Regions from separate parts of the Mus musculus genome. Here region 2 is linked to region 1. A link is a contact called in public HiChIP or PLAC-seq data. All regions are on one chromosome and are shown on one strand. Each heading gives the region's core, a stretch centred on a gene start, on an enhancer-like site or on the middle of the called end of the contact. The rest is flanking DNA. Distances are from core to core; before and after follow the strand shown.

The links. HiChIP or PLAC-seq counts read pairs in DNA pulled down with a chosen protein or histone mark.
Region 2: an H3K27ac HiChIP or PLAC-seq map of extraembryonic endoderm stem cells shows a contact between it and region 1. The contact joins the enhancer-like site here to the promoter of Apela in region 1. A contact is called at or near these places in 1 of 39 promoter capture datasets (neural stem cells), 4 of 15 datasets of contacts at CTCF or cohesin (embryonic stem cells and stem cell-derived epiblast-like cells), 70 of 484 Hi-C or Micro-C datasets (8-cell embryo, differentiating embryonic stem cells, differentiating spermatogonia and 12 more), 19 of 115 datasets of contacts at active chromatin or transcription factors (differentiating embryonic stem cells, embryonic stem cells, epiblast stem cells and 4 more) and 3 of 9 other capture datasets (adipose tissue, embryonic stem cells and pancreatic islet).

Annotation. Positions count from the first base shown.
Region 1 is chr8:65,034,997-65,039,732 of GRCm38.p6, forward strand. It overlaps Apela (apelin receptor early endogenous ligand), which reads right to left and starts at 2,340. Exons shown (of 4, transcript NM_001297554.1): 1 at 2,285-2,340; 2 at 1,894-2,147; 3 at 669-758. The coding sequence starts at 1,969. The coding sequence ends at 670.
Region 2 is chr8:65,081,037-65,085,772 of GRCm38.p6, forward strand. It overlaps Smim31 (small integral membrane protein 31), which reads right to left. Exons shown (of 3, transcript NM_001352886.1): 3 at 4,577-4,736. Among named protein-coding and RNA genes, the nearest start is that of Gm39184, 21 kb to the right of the region's middle. Within about 2 kb of position 2,440, at least 10 of the 459 cell types and tissues checked have an H3K27ac peak or open chromatin away from gene starts, as enhancers often do. A contact at or near this core is called in extraembryonic endoderm stem cells, where this site is marked.

The sequences.
Region 1 (4,736 bases), core at 1,090-3,589:
ATGTTGGAAAAATCACTGGCCTTTTAGTGTAAGAACGCAGAGGGGGGTGAGCAAAATTTTTCTGAAAGATGCAACCATCAAGTCTATTGCTGTGAACAAGGCTGGAAAGCTGTCTAGCTGCTGCTATTATTAAGTTGATTTTATACATTAAGTTTGAAGAGTTAAGGCTGTCCCGTCATTGCCAAGAGGCTGGGTTAAAAATCTCCAAATGCTTTCAGGCTCACACTGCTCTAAAGAGGATTTGTGCATATCCTAGCCAGTGTTTGCTAAATCCATGTGTAGAGATACTTTTATAATTACATCCTCCCACAGCTTGATTTTCTTTAAATTGTTAAAGTTCTCAAACGTGTACAGTGTTTGGCTTCATATAACTATCATCCGGACTCAACAGCCATCGGTATCTTCACATTATCTATCTCCTCTTCTTCCTTTCACTCTTCCAGGCGTGATGCGTGCAACTCTTACACTTTTACATCACTGTAAGTCATGATACCGTCACAAACTAGGGCTACCTGTGTGTAGCTGAGTTGGGTCAGGGGGAGTTGGTGGGGGAAGCTCGAGGGCGAGGGCGCAGGGGGGAGGCGGGAGGGCGGGGGCAAAAGGGGAGGGGGAAGGCGCGGGGGGGGGGGCGGGGGCGGGGCGGGGCGGGGGCGCGGGGACAGGAATACCTCATGGGAAGGGCACTCGAGAATGAAGTGGAATGCATCTCCTGCGAAAGCAGTTGTGTCTGTATAGTTTTCTTCTCCTGGGAAAGTTAACTGAAGAAAGGAGAAATAAGGTCAGTTTTAAAAAGGAGAAAGGGGCAGCATCTGCACAGCAAAACCGTTCTGAGGTCGTTTGTTATCCCTTCATCCGAGATTAAGCGGTAAACAAATCACTTGGCTACACAGACACGCAGGTACATTCCTTCTGCCCGTGTTGGCAGTAAGACCTCGGCCGTGGCAGCCTTCTGGACATATTTCTTACACCCAATTCTCACACTTCTTTAAGGAATTAATGTAAGTTGTTTTACAAGAACACCGTCCAGGATACTCTATATTTTAGAAAACTAGAGATCCGAATTTTATTTTTTGGATTGAGTAGCGATTACTATAGGCAGTAAAGAAGGACCTTGTAACTTTTTTTCCCCTTATGTATGTAAAAAGAATGATTTGAATAACCTCAGAGCAATCAAAGTCCTAATTAAAAGCAGCGGCTGACTTTTCAGCCAAGACACTCCATCTTCCGTCTAACTAAAGGAACATTTTATCACGTCTGTACTGACACCCTTGGATAATGACTATTGTCATCTTTTGGTTGAAACTTGACCCTTCAACTTTATGTGTCAGAAAACTTAACGCTGACAACATACCTTTTACAGTTTTGCCTTAAACGTCATAATGATAAAAAAACCAAACAGTAATAAACAAACAAATAAACAAAACCTTGTCTTGTGTAATTAAATAACCAGAGATGGCAGGCAGTCAGTGGGCCAGTTTTATCATTTTACATTGTTACATCATGATTTTGGCTACCTCAACTTACAATGCCCTCCTCCAATCAGCAACATGCATGCTCTCTTGATAATCTGCTTAGATTTTGCATGTTACCTAAAAAAAAATCTAGGTTTATTAGTAGACCAACATTCTCCCATCTATTTACTTGTATGGATAATAGTTTTGAGAATTATTTTCTTGGAAAAATAATTGTAAAATACATAACAATATTTTAAAATGTCCAAATAGTATCCCACAATGAGATTGCTAAATGTACTTCAGAAATCCTATATATTTTCCTCAGTCCTATTAACTGTAAGTATACCCAAATAGTTCTCAGCATAAGCACATTTAGAGACCCAGAAGCACAAACAGGCAAACAAACAAGTTACCCTAGCCAGTTATTTCAAAAACCTACCTGGTTTCTGTTCACTGATAAAAAGGAGACTCATGGCAAAAATAAAAAATACCCAAAAAAGGGGCTGGAATCGCATCTTTTCTTTTCTTTCTCTTTTTTCTTTTCTTCTTTTTCTTTCCTTTTGTTTTTCTTTTTTCTTACACGCAAGTGAACAATAGCTCTTCAAGTAGAGAAATCGTCTGTAAATCGCAGTATCTGTCCGGCTCACCCCACATCCTATGGCCAGAACTCAGAGGGCTGCCAGCTGCCTTTTCCTGAAAAGGTTAATGATCACATCAGACAAGGTTACTGGTACTCCAGAGCTCCCAAGCCTCAAGCCCCTCCTCCATCCCTCTCCGCGGCTCCCTGCCACTCCCCCTTATTTCCATAAGCAAATATTGGTGAAATGGACCATTCAGGCACGCAGTAACTTAAGCGGGAAGTCTCTGCAAAGCTCCAAGGAGAGTCACTCCAATTCAATCTGTTTACGAAGAACTATGCAAAACGAAGCATTGCCTGCCTCCGCTCCCCTCCATTGCAATCTGTTTAAGCTTTGCATTGCCCATATTGATCCCACATGCAGGAAGCAGTGGAGAGGACGGGAAGTCTCCCTTGTGTCCTCTTGCAGAAGGAATGCTAGAGCTCTAACTGAGGGATTCCCAAATGCTTTGTATGGACTCTGGGTTGGAGCGCTTCCTCTTTGCCAGAGTTACTACAAAGTAGCGCCTATTTATATTAAATCTCCAAATGGCTTAATGTGTGTGGGTTCCCACCATCAGAGATTCCTGGAGTTTAGAAGGTTCAGAAGTAAATCTGTGAAATGTTTATCTTTTCATTTAAGTGCAATTTAAGAAGTGATGAAGGTCATTTTCATCTGCAAACATTCAAGAGTTTTTCAAAGGGAGTTCAGGCAAGCCACAGACATAAAATGCTCTGCTGTAAACTTGTAAGTGGTGGCGTGTCAGGTAAACGTCACCGGCACGGAGACCAGATTGCAGATGGAGAAAGAATGTTGTAGCTGGTTTCTAAACAGTCAGAAGAAACAAAAGGAGTCTAGTTTTTGTCTTGCACATCCACCCGCATCTCCTGTCTGAGGGCTTTCTTACCTGTAATACAAGACTGTTGGATCTGAGAAGTATTGTAATTATTCTAATGAAGAAGGCTATGTAGCTATACTCTGACAGATAAGTAGACCCAAGCACATGTAAGCGGTTGTGAATTGTCAGGAATTTTGTTCCATTTTGGCATCTTTAAAGTCAGGTGGTGGTCACACACAATCTTGGGCTTCTTAAGGTTTGAAATGCAAAAATTATTTTGATTTTACAAATTAGTCTGTACAATTCCATATCTGCCTAGCTATTCCAGATTATACAGAACTTTAAAAAATTCTTAAAAAAATTTTTTTTAATTATTTAATTATTAAATGTGGTGGCACCTATCTTTAATCCCAGCACTCAAAAGACATAGGCAGGCATATCTCTGTGAGTTCCAGGACAGCCTGGTCTACATAGCAAGTACTGGTACAGCCAAGGCTATATAAGAGAGTAACCCTATCTCAAAAATAGATGATAGAAGATAGATAGATAGATAGATAGATAGATAGATAGATTTTATTTATTTATTTATTTATTTACCTGCATGTATGTCTGAGCACCGTGCGTATGCAGTGCCCACAGAGTCCAGAAGAGGACATCAGGTCCCCTGAGCTGTAGTTACAGGCAGTAGTGAGCCCCTGTGTGTGTGCTGGAATGAACTCAGGTCCCCTGACAGAGCAGCACCTGCTCTTAACTGCTGAGCCATTTCTCCAGACCTGTTTTATAGTTATTGTTGTTGGGCTTTTTGTTTGTTTTTAAAAGAAATTTTAAGGTATAAGCCAGATGTGGTAGCACACACCTTTAATCCCAGTATTCAGGAGGCAGAGGCAGGTTAATCTGAGAATCTGAGGCCAGCTTGGTCTGCAGAGCAAGTTCCAGGACAGCCAAGTCTACACAGAGAAATGCTGTCTCAAAACAAGAAACAAACACCAAAAAACCCCACCAAAAACAAAAACAAAGAACTGTGTGTATGTGTGTGTGTGTGTGTCTGTCCAAGGAGGTAAGAAGAGGGCGTTGGATCCCCTGACACTGGTACAGAGAACACAGTTCATACCGTCAGGAAGAGTAGTAAGTACTCTTAACGACCAAGCTGTATTTTAAGCCCTAGTATAGTCTTTTATAGTTGAAATAATGGCCTTAGCTAAACAGCAAGTGTTGATTTAAGGGAAATTCTCATGTGTGGTGGCCCAACACCTAGGAGACAGAGTCCAGGCTGTTATTGATGAGTTTGAAGCCATTCTGGACTATATAGGGAGTTCCAGGCCAGCTTAGATTATAGAGAGACCCTGTTCTTTCTGGAGAAACTGGGGTTCCCTTTCATGAATTCTTAGCCTGATCAATAAAAGAATTTTAAAGTAGAATGGATAAAAGGAAGCTCAAGGATCATTTTATTAGAGTTTAAGGGGAACAAAAGGATAAGACAGGCAAGGTCTAAGTCTTGGAAACTGCCCAGAAGAGGAGGATGAAGAGGAAAGGGGAGGAGGAGAGGGAGGGAGGGAGGGAAGAGAGATCAAAGTAGTTAAAGTATTTATTATTCTCCCTGCTTCCTTGATGAAGGAATTGATAGCTAAGAAAGAAGAGTGGATAGGGTCAATTCCATGATCTGAGTTTTCAGCCGTTTTGTTCTAGTTTCTTCTTTAATGTTCGAATTCTAGATGCTATCTTAAAAGTAGCTTACAAAAGCCAGTATAACAATAAGGGTAGGCTGGGCCTGGTGGCACCCACCTTTAATCCCAGTATTTGGGAGGCAGAGGCAGGCAATCTCTGTGA
Region 2 (4,736 bases), core at 1,190-3,689, 46 kb after region 1:
CACATTGGGTTTCCTGTATGGGAAGAGTTCCAGGCTGTAGACATGCGAGTCGACAAGAAAGCGTGTTCTATTTCTTTCCAGCATAGCCCAGGGTCATCCTGTCTTTTCTAGACTTTTATTTAAAATGTGTCCTAAAGTTATCTGTTAAAAACTTTATTGACCCTGGGCTGGGGGAGGGGCACGAGGAAGAGGGAAGGAAGGGCAGGAGGGAGGACTGCAGGGAGGACAGGAGGGAGGACTGCAGGGAGGACTGCCAGGAGGGCTGACGGGAGACTCAGCGGCTAACAGAGGTTGCTGTTCGTGCAGAGGACCTGTGTTCAGTTCTCAGCACACATGTGAGGGGGCTCACAAATACCTGTAACTCTAGGTCTAGAGGACATAATTCCCTCTTGTGGACTTCAAGGGTACCTCACTCATGTGTGCTCCCTTGCAGATAAACACACGCATATACATACAATTAAAAATAAAACAAATCTTTGGAAAAATTATTAAACCACTTTAAAATCATTTTTTTTTAAAGTATCATTCCCTTTATTCTCCTTATTTGTTGAAGGTAATCACACCCAGTGCATTTAGCAAGTATGAAGACCGGAAATAAAAAATGACAGGAGAATGTGGGGTGTGTGTGTGTTGTATGTATGTATGTATGTGTTGTTATTTCTAGTGGAACATTTGCTGATCCTGTTTCTCTACTCTCTCCTTTTATTGTTCCAGATCATCCCAGGCTCACTGTACTTCTGACATTATATGTGTTTACCATAGTGTGTTATGTGTTTATGAAGCATTTCCCCTGAAGACCAGCATCCCTTAAGGCCAGCCTGTTTGTGTCCCTTAGGTTGCACAGCTATTTGCCTACACAATTTCTGGCGCATGTTGGGAGCAGTACATCTTTAATGGGTAGATCTATAACAAAGATGAATGTAATCTGGTTTTCCTCATATTTTAGAATAAAATGTGATGAGAGTAAATATGGAGTGTAACCTAGAGAGTCAGGTAAGTAAGAAAGAGCCTCCTGTAGTTCCAGTATCCAGGGTGGGTGGAGAGAGCCAGGTATGTAAGAGCCTCCTGTAATCCCAGTATCCAGGGTGGGTGGAGAGAGAGCCAGGTATGTAAGAGCCTCCTGTAATCCCAGTATCCAGGGTGGATGGAGACAGGAGGCTCAGAAGTTTGAGGAGTCATCCTTAACTACATAGAAGTTGAAAGCCAGCATGAACTATGTGAGGCCTGGCCTCAAAACAGCAAAAACAGAACAAATCCGTGAAAAATGAAGAGGAGGAGGAGGAGGAAAGGGAGGAGGAAAGGGAAGAGGGGGAGGAGGGGGAGATATATAACCTAGAAGAAAAAGGTCTTTTGAGACAGATACTACTAAATCAGTCAATTAACTAATCTTAACTGCATGTTAATTAGACATCAAGGAACTAAATGCTGTTGCTGGAAGGAAAAACCTTGTTTTCTGTAAGACACCATTTCATGAAGGACATCAGGCACGTATAGACCAAGTCAGCAGTACATGTAAGCCTGCCTTGGGACGAAAAGTGTGAGTATTGTTTTCTGTAATAAAACTTCACTGAGTTCAGTATGTTTCTGCCTTTTAAAAGTAGTATGTAGCTAGGTATGGCAATGCTGATTGTTAATCTCAACACTTAGGAGGCAGAGGCAGATCTCTTCTGAGTTTAAGGCTGGCCAGGTCTACATGGTCCCAGTACATTCGGAGCTATGTAGAGCAATCCTATCCTGTGTCAAAACAACAGCAAAGTGGTTTGCACTTGCTCTCTGGTCCTTGAAGCCACATTTGGCTGCTATAAATGAAGGAGGAATCTTGGTGGGGGAAGGTCTTTGAGACCCTGCATAAGTAAGCTAAGACTTAATACTTCAGGAAAAAAAGAAATGCCAGGAGAAAGATACAAATGAGAATGACATCACTGTGAAAATTCAGCGAGTTCATGTGGTGCCTTCTAATAACAGTGGGAGACTGGAAGATTGTGTGTGTGTGTGTGTGTGTGTGTGGTCATGTGTCAGTTCTCTTCACCACGTGGCTCTTTCTAGATCAGATTCAAGTCATCAGGCTTGGCAGCAAGCCCCTTTACCTGCTGAGCCATTGTGTCAGCCCACGAAGTTTCTTCTTTTTCTGTGTTCAGGCACCACGAACAAGGAATAGGCAGCTTTACTCTGCTTCAAACTTGCTGCTGTTGTCACGGTTGGTCACTGTCCACTGTGTTCCAGTGGGCACTGAAGAGTCAGTATGGAGCCCTCTGCATATTTCAATGTTTCATTAGGTCACAGATACCTGGCATACAAAGACTTGGAGGACAAAGGCTAATCTGTAAGCTCTGCTTTTGACCTCTCTTCCCCAATTAGGGCGAGCATGCCTTTACTCAGTTAAATCTCTGATAGTGAGGAATGAGCAGAGCACACAGCAGAATGCTTTTCTGTCTATTGTAAAGCACAAATAAAGTGTTTACCTACTGGGAACACGACACCTACTCAGAGTCTGTCCCTGGCTCATTCCTAGCTTGTGGTCTCATTGTCCCTGGTGCGATCTTTCTCTTATCTGTGTAAACATTTTTTTTCTGTCTTTGATGCTCACTCTCTGTATGGATGTGAGAGAGGCCACTGATTAAATACAATGCCTAGCCATCATATTTCTCCAATTCTTAGCTTTTGTTTACTGCCTCTGAAATGCTTCACAGGATGAGAGAATAATAAGTGCTCGTCCCCTGGGGTGGTGGCTAGTTAAACTGAGCAGCAGTTTCATGGTTTCGTATTTGACCATTTGACCATTTGGCTCTCAAGTCAGGAGGACTTTTATTTTTATTTTTATTTTTTTATTAGGAGTGATTAAATTCAAAGAGGATTTCTATTTCTAATGTTCTCTTACACAGGGAAAGATCACATGCTGTAACTTCACATTTATAAGCGAATTGCAAGGAGAAGCATGCTGGAACCGAGAGTTTTGTACACAGTGAAACAGGAAGCATTTGTGATGTAGACTCCCTAAGGCCTGAGAGTGACAATAAACACCAAACTCCATAGTGGGACTTTTTTAAAATTTGGATTTTTCTAGAAGTGTGCACATGTGTGGTGTGTGTTGGGTCTCTAATCCAGGCTGTCCTTTAACTTCCCCTATAGCTGAAGATGACTTGCTCTTCTGCCCCTCCTGCCCCCACATCTAGAATGCTGGGATTTCAGGCATGTTCCACTACTCCCAGCTTAACCCAAGGTTTTAGCTGCCATCCTGTAGAATGTTAGAAAGACCTCTTATCTCTCTCTTCAAATCTATCCAGATGGTGTTCTTCAAGAATTGCCAAGAGCTTCGCATTCCAATCAACACAGAATGACATAAGATGAGGTGACTCGAGTGGATCGGTCAGTGGCCACGTGTTTTGTTCTAGGTCATTCTGCTTTCCCAGATAGTCATACTTGATAGACTTAAAGGGAACATAAATGCATTCGAAGTTTGCAGTCTTGTTTAGCAGCACTTGTCCCCAGCAATGACTAACATGCTATCTCTTATTTATTTAAGAACCCTGCCAAGGTCTCTCCTACCCTAGTCTTTAGGGGGAACATTGAAATTAAGTGAATCAATTCTGTAGCAGCTAGATAAGGTAGAAAACACCCAGCCTTATCTACGCTTGTCTGCTCTGTTTGTTATTTGAGACAGAGTCTCATTTCACCTCTGCTAGCCTCAAACTCTGTATGTATTAAAGGTGAGCTTGAATTCCTGACCCTTCTGCCTCCACTTTCTGAATACCAGGATTATGGGCATGCACCACTGTGCTATTTTCTGCTTGCCTTAAAAAACGATGCAATGCCCCCTTCCTCCACTACTTTTTTCTATATAGTGAGTGCCTTTAAATTTTTGGGATTCGGACCTGAGAAGTAATTGGCTAAGTCTGTTAAATAGTTGGTCCACAGTTCTTCTGTCTATCAATGTATGGTAGGGTTCCATTTGTATTAAATCCTGCCTGAGTACAAGAAGCACAGAGCAGAGAGGGACACAGGCGGGTGGGTCTCACACTGCTGGAACTCTGTGGTCAGCAATGGAGATCTGTACCTGTGATTTTATGATTCTCACTTCAGGACAGTTGGCTAACGATTGGCAATCTCATGCCTTCTTTCTGTCTCTGTGGTACTGCCGACACTTAATATCCACCATCATGATGAACATAGAAATTGAAATTTCAGGAATTAGAAGGGTGAAGAATGACAGGCTCCACTCCATGCTTATGAACTTTGCTCTGCGTAGGGTTAGAATCATATGTTTGCAGCAGCTCCTATGGGACAGCTGAGATGGAACTGAGGCTAGAAGCGTTTGCCATGAAGCCTGCCGACCTGAGTTCAGTCTCCCACTCCAGCAAGATGTCCTCTGATCTCCATACACAGATTGAGTCGCATGTGCATGCACACAACGTAAGCAAGGAAAGAAATGTAATAAACACTTTAAAAAGCCCTCTCCCCCAAGACCCTTATGTCTGTAAACTGTATCACTTTAAATCTTAAAAATTTTGAAGCAATGATAATATTTCTATTTGATAGGAACACTTCAAATTTCTACATTTGGGCAGTGAAAATAGGGTTTTGTCTTTAGTATTTATTTCAGAAGTCCTTATTAAGTCCTTATTATAGAAGCAGCAGAGACATGGTTAGTTGTAGTTTTACAACAGAAGAATTGTAGCTTCTAAGTCACACTTTGCATAACCAAGTGAAAGAAAAACAGTAAAAATGCATTGTTCTTG